Linked DNA regions of Mus musculus: region 2 is linked to region 1. The links are chromatin contacts, called in public HiChIP or PLAC-seq maps. All regions are on one chromosome and are shown on one strand. The core of a region is the stretch at or near the end of the contact, and the rest is flanking DNA. Distances in the headings are between cores, read along the strand shown.

The links. HiChIP or PLAC-seq counts read pairs in DNA pulled down with a chosen protein or histone mark.
Region 2: a contact with region 1 is called in an H3K27ac HiChIP or PLAC-seq map of embryonic stem cells, with 4 times the contacts expected there. The contact joins two enhancer-like sites. A contact is called at or near these places in 3 of 484 Hi-C or Micro-C datasets (the C10 cell line, bone marrow-derived macrophages and nephron progenitors), 3 of 115 datasets of contacts at active chromatin or transcription factors (CD8 T cells, embryonic stem cells and large pre-B cells) and 4 of 9 other capture datasets (adipose tissue, embryonic stem cells, liver and 1 more).

Annotation. Positions count from the first base shown.
Region 1 is chr11:83,493,276-83,496,954 of GRCm38.p6, reverse strand. The region is part of intron 7 of Taf15 (TATA-box binding protein associated factor 15); the gene reads right to left. Among named protein-coding and RNA genes, the nearest start is that of Gm32650, 17 kb to the left of the region's middle. Within about 2 kb of position 1,279, at least 11 of the 459 cell types and tissues checked have an H3K27ac peak or open chromatin away from gene starts, as enhancers often do. A contact at or near this core is called in embryonic stem cells, where this site is marked.
Region 2 is chr11:83,774,096-83,777,734 of GRCm38.p6, reverse strand. It overlaps Heatr6 (HEAT repeat containing 6), which reads right to left. Exons shown (of 20, transcript NM_145432.3): 14 at 3,227-3,313; 15 at 1,900-2,034; 16 at 999-1,121; 17 at 373-497. Among named protein-coding and RNA genes, the nearest start is that of Heatr6, 22 kb to the right of the region's middle. Within about 2 kb of position 1,999, at least 7 of the 459 cell types and tissues checked have an H3K27ac peak or open chromatin away from gene starts, as enhancers often do. A contact at or near this core is called in embryonic stem cells, where this site is marked.

The sequences.
Region 1 (3,679 bases), core at 30-2,529:
CAGCATGAAAAATATGAAATTAGAGTATTAGGACTATTTTTAAATATAAGAAAGAAAAAACTAAAAGACTAGAGGAATAAAAAGTAAAGTTAGACTTTGATAGCAGAACAGAAAAGGTAAAAACTTGAAGACAGATTCTGCTGTGATATTAAATTATGGATTTTATTAATTTTTAAAGGGATAAACTTTTTTAAAAAATGAGTCTGAATAAAGATAGTCTTAAAACTTTAAACTTAAGACTGATAAAAAGTGAGGACTAAAAAAAAAGCTAAACTCAAAACTTCTCTCCATGATCCACTTTAATATGAGATCTTTTCCTATCACAGCAGAGGTTCAAGCTGCCAAATGGTCTAAAGACCAAACCAACAAAATATGTGAAAGATGCAAAGCCACAGAATGACTTTGACAAATTTATACTGTCAGTTAAGTCAATGATCCTTGTACACATAAGGTTTTATGTAACAAATCTAAGCAGCTCATGCTAACCAAGTAATTAAAACAAAAAACCAACCAACCAACCAACCAAACAAACAAACAAAAAAAGACCCCAAAATTCTCAAGTGAAAACCTTCTATAACACAAGTGCTGATAAGGAACTAACAGTTTCAGATTATATCTGAGTTGCTGCTCATCTATCATGATCCTAGCAGCTAACCTATTTATTATCTGCTTACAAACCTCTGCTCTAGGGACTACCCAACTCTAGATGGCTTTTCTGAATTGTCCAATTAAAACTAACTAAATAAGAAAGCTTTCTCTTTTTAATTACACTACCATAAAAACATTTTGCTTTGCAATCAACTTAGGACAGACACAAGTGTTTTAATTTGCTTTTAAATTGTATAAGTCCCAGAAAACCCTTCTTTCTAGCAGGAGAATAAGGTTCATTCAAGGCTATGTAGACCATACTAAACTGAAGTCCTTCATAAATACAGCTTTGTATTTAAAATTACTGTTTTAGCACAGTACCTAAACTTTCCCTGTACTTTAACTGAAAGGTCTATCACTGCTACCTCTTTAAGAAAGAGAAGCTACTCATTACTATTTTGGTTTTAGTTTCTTGAGACAGGATAAGGATGGTCCTGAATTTGCTACCTAGATAAAGATGAACTTGAGTTCCTGATCCTTTTGTGTTGAGGTTTGGCCTTTTGCCACGTAAGATACTGCTAAATTCTCTATCCCAAGGTCATTGCCTCAAGACAAGTGAATTCTCAAGTATACCAGCTTTTGTTATGCAAATCTTGCTCTTTAAAACTACTTGTTGAATAATGATGCCTACAGCCTGTAGCTGGGCAGAAAAGAGGTAGTAGTAAGCTTAGGTTCCTGGGCTTGGGGTCTGAGACAGAGTCCACTAGGAGTGAGCAGAAAGAAGGCAGAAAGCGCCATGGGGTAAGTATAACTTGAGTGCATAGCCATGAAGGCCCACCTGTTGGCGGTAGGAGTGGCCCAGGTGTAACATTGCAAATGGTATTTGGAGAGGGGGGGTGTTTACTGATAGGAAAGTAGACAAAAGAGCAGAGGGTTGATATCTGCCCAGTTCTAATGCTTTAAGGCTTATTATAAACATAAAGGTTTTGTGTCTTTTTTATTTGGAACTAAATGATTAAGGTGGGGTAGAAACCCCCAAATAAAGTTTACCACAACGCTTTTGCTTCCTCCTCTAAAGTACATTTGTCATAAACAAGCAGAGGTTAAATTGTTGAAAATAAAATGTTCCCCTTCTTTTTCAGTACTGGGGTCTCATGCTTGCTTAAATGGTCTATTTTCCAAGCCCCTTGAAAATTGTATTAGAAACCAAGGTTCCTTCAAAAATGAACCTTAGAACCCCAGTGACAGACAAGAATTAAAATATCAAGCCCACATTTCTTAAAACTTTTTTCCTTGTATATGGTGCATGCATGCATGGGTGTGGGTGTGGGTGTGGGTGTGGGTGTGTGTGTGTGTGTGTGTGTGTGTGTGTGTGGTGTGTGTGTGTGTGTGTGTGTGTGTGTGTGTGTGTGTGTGTGTGTGTGTGTGTCGGGGGGGGGGGGGTTACACCCTAATTGCTATATTGTCCAGCCAGGGCTACACAGAGAAACCGTGTGTGTGTGTGTGTGTGTGTGTGTGTGTGTGTGTGTGTGTGTGTGTCGGGGGGGGGGTTGTGTGTGTGTGTGTGTGTGTGTGTGTGTGTGTGTGTCGGGGGGGGGGGGGGGTTTACACCCTAATTGCTATATTGTCCAAAAAACAGCTGATCTGGCCCACAATAAAGAAAAATATACAGTGTTATGTGTAAGGGAGACTCATTTCCATTCTTTTTTTTTCTTCAAGACAGGGTTTCTCTGTGTAGCCCTGGCTGTCCTGGAACTCACTCTATAGACCAGGCTAGCCTCGAACTCAGAAACCCACCTGCCTCTGCCTCTGCCTCCCAAGTGCTGGGGTTAACTGTTTAAAAGGAAAAAAAAAAAGATAGAGATGACTCAATGGTTATCTTGCTGCTCGTTCAGAAGATCCAAGTTCAGTTTCCCAGCACCCATGCTCAGTGGTTGCAATAAAACTGCCTACAATTCTAGCTCCAAAGGATCCAATACTCTATTCTGTCTGTGGGCACCACCACATGGCAAATATTTACAAAAAAATAAATACACATAAGTAAAAGTATTTTTTAAAAGATGCATCCTCTAAAAGGATATATAACATTAAGGCTGAGTTTCCTTTTTTACAAAACTCAGTCCTATACCCTTACTATTCAAAGGGTAAGTATAAGTATAAACATAGCCCAAGAGCTTCGCAGAAAATGGTAATTTGCATTTTAGTAAGATCCCCATGTAACACATTATATATATTTAAGTCTAAGAAATACCATCCTAATGTTTACCTGTACATTCAAATGTCATTCAATCATTCTCACTCCCTAAGTAAGCTTTATATTAACTATATTACAATTCCTTTATTAGGAAATTTACTGTATTAACTACAGAAATAGACTTCAAGGAGTAAGGGAGATATTCTTGTGGATAGTCTCTCCTTCAAACTTGCAGTTAAGTCAAAGTCATTTCTTCTACATATTAAGGCCTCGCTAGCAATTTAAGACAGAAGAATATTTCAACAACTATGTCAAAATGTTGCAAATTTGTTTTCAATCCCAGACATAGAAGCAAAAAGTACACATAAAGAACTCCCCAAGAACATTTTAAGGGATATTTAAGACACATAGGTATGTTCAACTTAATTGGCTCAGTATCCCCACATAAAGAAACTTAAAAGATTATGAAGATATGGGTCTTCCAAATTCAAAAACCACAATGAAAAGAGGACTCTAGGGTAGCCTGGAGGTTTCAATGTGATGTCATAATATACTTAGAAAAGACACATTCAATATAAAGGAAATTTTGGTGGCAGAAAAGATAACTCAATGGTTAAGAACACTGCCTTGCTCTTCCAGAGAATTCATAGTGGATCCAATGTCCTCTTCTGGCCTTCATGGGCAATGCATGCATATTGTATACAAACTTACATACAAGAAGAATGAATACCCAGATAGTTATAAGAAATAAAAAGTTAAAAAAGAAAATTTCTTAAGCATACTATTCCTTTGAGTTTTTGTTTTAGGGGCTTGTGTATTTTTCGTTTGTAGACAGTCTTTCATTTTATATATAACTTGGCAGGCCTGGTACAAGGGACCCCAAACTGGCCTCTAACT
Region 2 (3,639 bases), core at 750-3,249, 280 kb before region 1:
ATACTGTAATAGAGTAATATGTATTCTTTTTTAAATTTTTTTTTTTTTCTGAGTCAGGGTTTCTCTGTACAGCCCTGGCTGTCCTGGAACTCACTCTGTAGACCAGGCTGGCCTCGAACTCAGAAATCCGCCTGCCTCTGCCTCCCAAGTGCTGGGATTAAAGGCATGTGCCACCACTGCCCAGCATATGTACTCTTAATACATTAAAATAAACTACTGGGTTTATTGCTTAGAGGAATATTAAAACAAAGTAGCAAAAACGCCCGCATAATATGAGGGGATTCTTGCCAATTCTTTCGCAGTAGGGATGAAAGACACCTTTTAGGGATTCTGAAAAAGATGCCACTCAGGGAAAACAGCTGAGTCACTTACATGTTGACAATCAGAGTATCTGTCAGGTTGCCCAGGGACCAGGCTGCTTTGGCGCGCACGTTTAGTGACTTATCTTGAAGTGACATCAATATAGCATTTGCTGTGTCTGCAACAAATATGACGTCCTGTACAACAAACCAGGCTACATTACTAAGGAGTTTACACTGCTGCCTCTGAACCTTACAGCTTATTTTCACAGAAAGCTTTAGGCCTTTACGGTAATTTTGATTTTGATTTAAAAAGTTTGCTATGGAGCCAGTGTGAGCCTGGGACCGTCACCTGTGCGTTCAGTGCTTGGGCTGACTGCCACCTCCCTCAACAACGTCCTGACAGTGAAAGTAGTTCCCAAAAGCACCGTTTCTCAGTCATTACTTCCATGTGGTAACTTCCTCTTTTTCATCCTTAGACAATTATTCACTAATTAAACATTTGCTGCACACTACAGTCCCAGGCAGTGTGTTGAACAATTAGCAAAGGAAGCGCAGGTGCTGTGCAGCGAAATAGCACCTGAGGAAATCTGACCACATAACAGGCTAATTTCTTTCACTGTCAGCGCAGAAGCCTCACGCCCACAAACGGTATAGGTGCCGAGGAACTGGGGGAGGGCACGCCAGGCTTCCTCTTACCTGTCTGAGGCACGGGAAAAGCACGTAGACTCCAAGGGCCCTGGAGGTGGCGGCTTTCACTAGATGGTTCTTGCTGTCATTCAGGCCGAGCAACACTGTAATGCACAAAATCTGCTTGTCGTTCTGCAACGAGAAGGTTTGAAACAGGGAAAGTGAGAAGGAAGAACAGTGAGCCAGTCTTCCAGGAGCAGCTGTGGGGAGAGCGCCTGTGCAGGGTTCAATCCCCACTGCGACCTGCAGCGGACTCCTGTAAAGGGCAGGTGCCTGACACCGGGGCAGGTGTGTGAGCAGGGATTCTGGGTAAGGCGCACGCAGAGCATCTTATCACACTGCACCTTTCAATGACGTGAACAAGTTCATTTAATCCTTCTGCCTCATTACCTGCCTCCCTTATAAAAGCTAATTTACATAACTAAGAACAGTTAAAAAGCCACTGAGGAATGAACAGGAGCAGCCAAAATCAGACAAAGGATCCTCACCCAGGGCGATGGATCAGGTATGGGCTGGGTGAAGACCCCAGGTGGAGGCCTCTTAACAAGGATTTTTAACAGTCACCTCTCATCTGACTCCTCTGATAAACGGATGATACAAAGCTTTAAAGAAATTCAAGGAGCCAAAGAGCTGGAGGAATGGCTGGGATGTGGACCCAAGACTTTCATCTCAGGACACGACATGCTTGTGAAATCCGCCCTCAGAGCTGTGCTGCCCACACCCACACCCTCTAGGGCCCAGGAGGCCAGGCTTTCCTGGAGGAGCAACACTTCACTGTTCTCGCCACAAACTCAACAGAAACAGCTTCTTTATTAAAGAGAGGAGGCTGAAAAGGTTTCAGAACAGAGAATCACGCTGGTGCCCTGATGCCCAGGGCATGGTCAAGGAGTGAGGGTCCGTGGCAGGTTACCGGCAGACTGCTGAAGGCCTCTGGCAAGATGGAGGACAGGGCATCACAGGCGCTCGCCTGGAGAGTCGGGTGCTCTGCAGACTGCAGGGCTCGGGGCAAAGGACCACTCAGCATCGCAGTCCAGAACACCACCACCTGGAATACAGCAAGTTAGAACCAGAGGTGATTTCCTGTAAACCTGCTTCCCACCTTAATTTGTAAAATAAAGGAGAGCTGATGATTGGGCAGATAAAAGGGAAGGTGGAGTGGAAGGAGAGAGAGAGAGAGAGAGAGAGAGAGAGAGAGAGAGAGAGAGAGAGAGAGAGAGAGAGAGAGAGAGAAAATGGAAGTGGGAGAGGATGCAGAGGAGGAGGAAGAAGAAAAGCAGAGCAGAAGCACATGGCCTGGAGAATCCGAAAGTTCTAAGGGGTCTCAATAAATGTGGAAGATGGCAGTGTAGCAGTAGATCCGCCCAAACTAGGCGTACAGCATGTATTCATATTGAGTTGTGTTTTCACTGCAGGGGCATATTTGGGTGGAGATTTACTGCAAAAAGTGGCTAATGTGGGACCTGTGAAGCCATGCCCTCTAGATGCAGCCTTGCAGATGAGAAGAGTTTGGCTGAAGTGGTAGCTTTTTATAAGTGTTTTCACTGTTCATCTTCCAAAGTAATGGAAACAACTTCTGAAATAACCAGCCACATCCAGTAGGACACTACAGTGTAACTGAGTTGACAGAAATAGTGACAATGATGGTGGTGGTGGTGATAGAGAGCAGAGGTAGTAGCTACAGGGTTAATCAACAGTAGCCGCTTATAGTTCAACAGGGGTAAGAAGTCCTGGGGCAGATGAGATGGTTCAGTGTGTAAAGGCACTTGCTGTGCAAGCTGGTGACCTGAGTACAATCTCTGGAACCCAAATAAAAGTGGCCATAGAGAACCAACTCCACAAACTATCTTTTACTCTCCACATGTAGACATTAGCACACATGCCATATCCCAGTAATAATAAATTCTGGTGTGCTTATTCCACAACCGGAACACCATAGATTTGTTCTGAATTTTATCTGTTATTAGTGTGCACATGTATGACCTTTGTGGCCACATCTGTCATGGTGCACATGGGGATGTCAGAGGAAAACTTGGTGGAATTGGTTCCTTATGTGGGCTCCAGAGATCACACTCAGACTGTCAGGTGTGCAGCCTTGGGCGGCAAGCATCCTTCCCGCAGCGCCATTTCACTGGCGCACCATAGTTTTCAACACTGGAGGAAATGACATCACCTGCTCCGCTTCATTACTGAGCCCAGTAGAACAGAGGAGAAGACACGGGGGCTGGAGGTGGGCTTACCAGGTGGACTGGCACTCTCTGTTCAGGCGCTATGTTGGAATCTGGCTTGTACTGCTGTATCAAGCCTGCACCCAGTTCTTCCAGGAGCTGCCAAGATACAAGAAATGACGGTCAGAGCAGAGACTCGGTTCTACGGAGGCCGCAAATACCCTGCTTCAGTCTGCATCATCTCAAATCAACAGCAAAAGTAGTTTCTCTTCCTTCCTTTTCCTTTTTGTTTGTTTCTTTCAGACAGGGTCTCATTATGTAGCCCTGGCTGGCCTCGAACTTGTGAGATCCAATGACTTTTGCCTCTCTCATGCTGGAGTTAAAAGGCGTGCACACAACATAGGAAAAGTAATTTCTAACTGGTTTTTCTTTTCTCAGCGACTCTGACAGAGCTCTTCTTTCAAGGAGCAAAGCTGACACCTTAT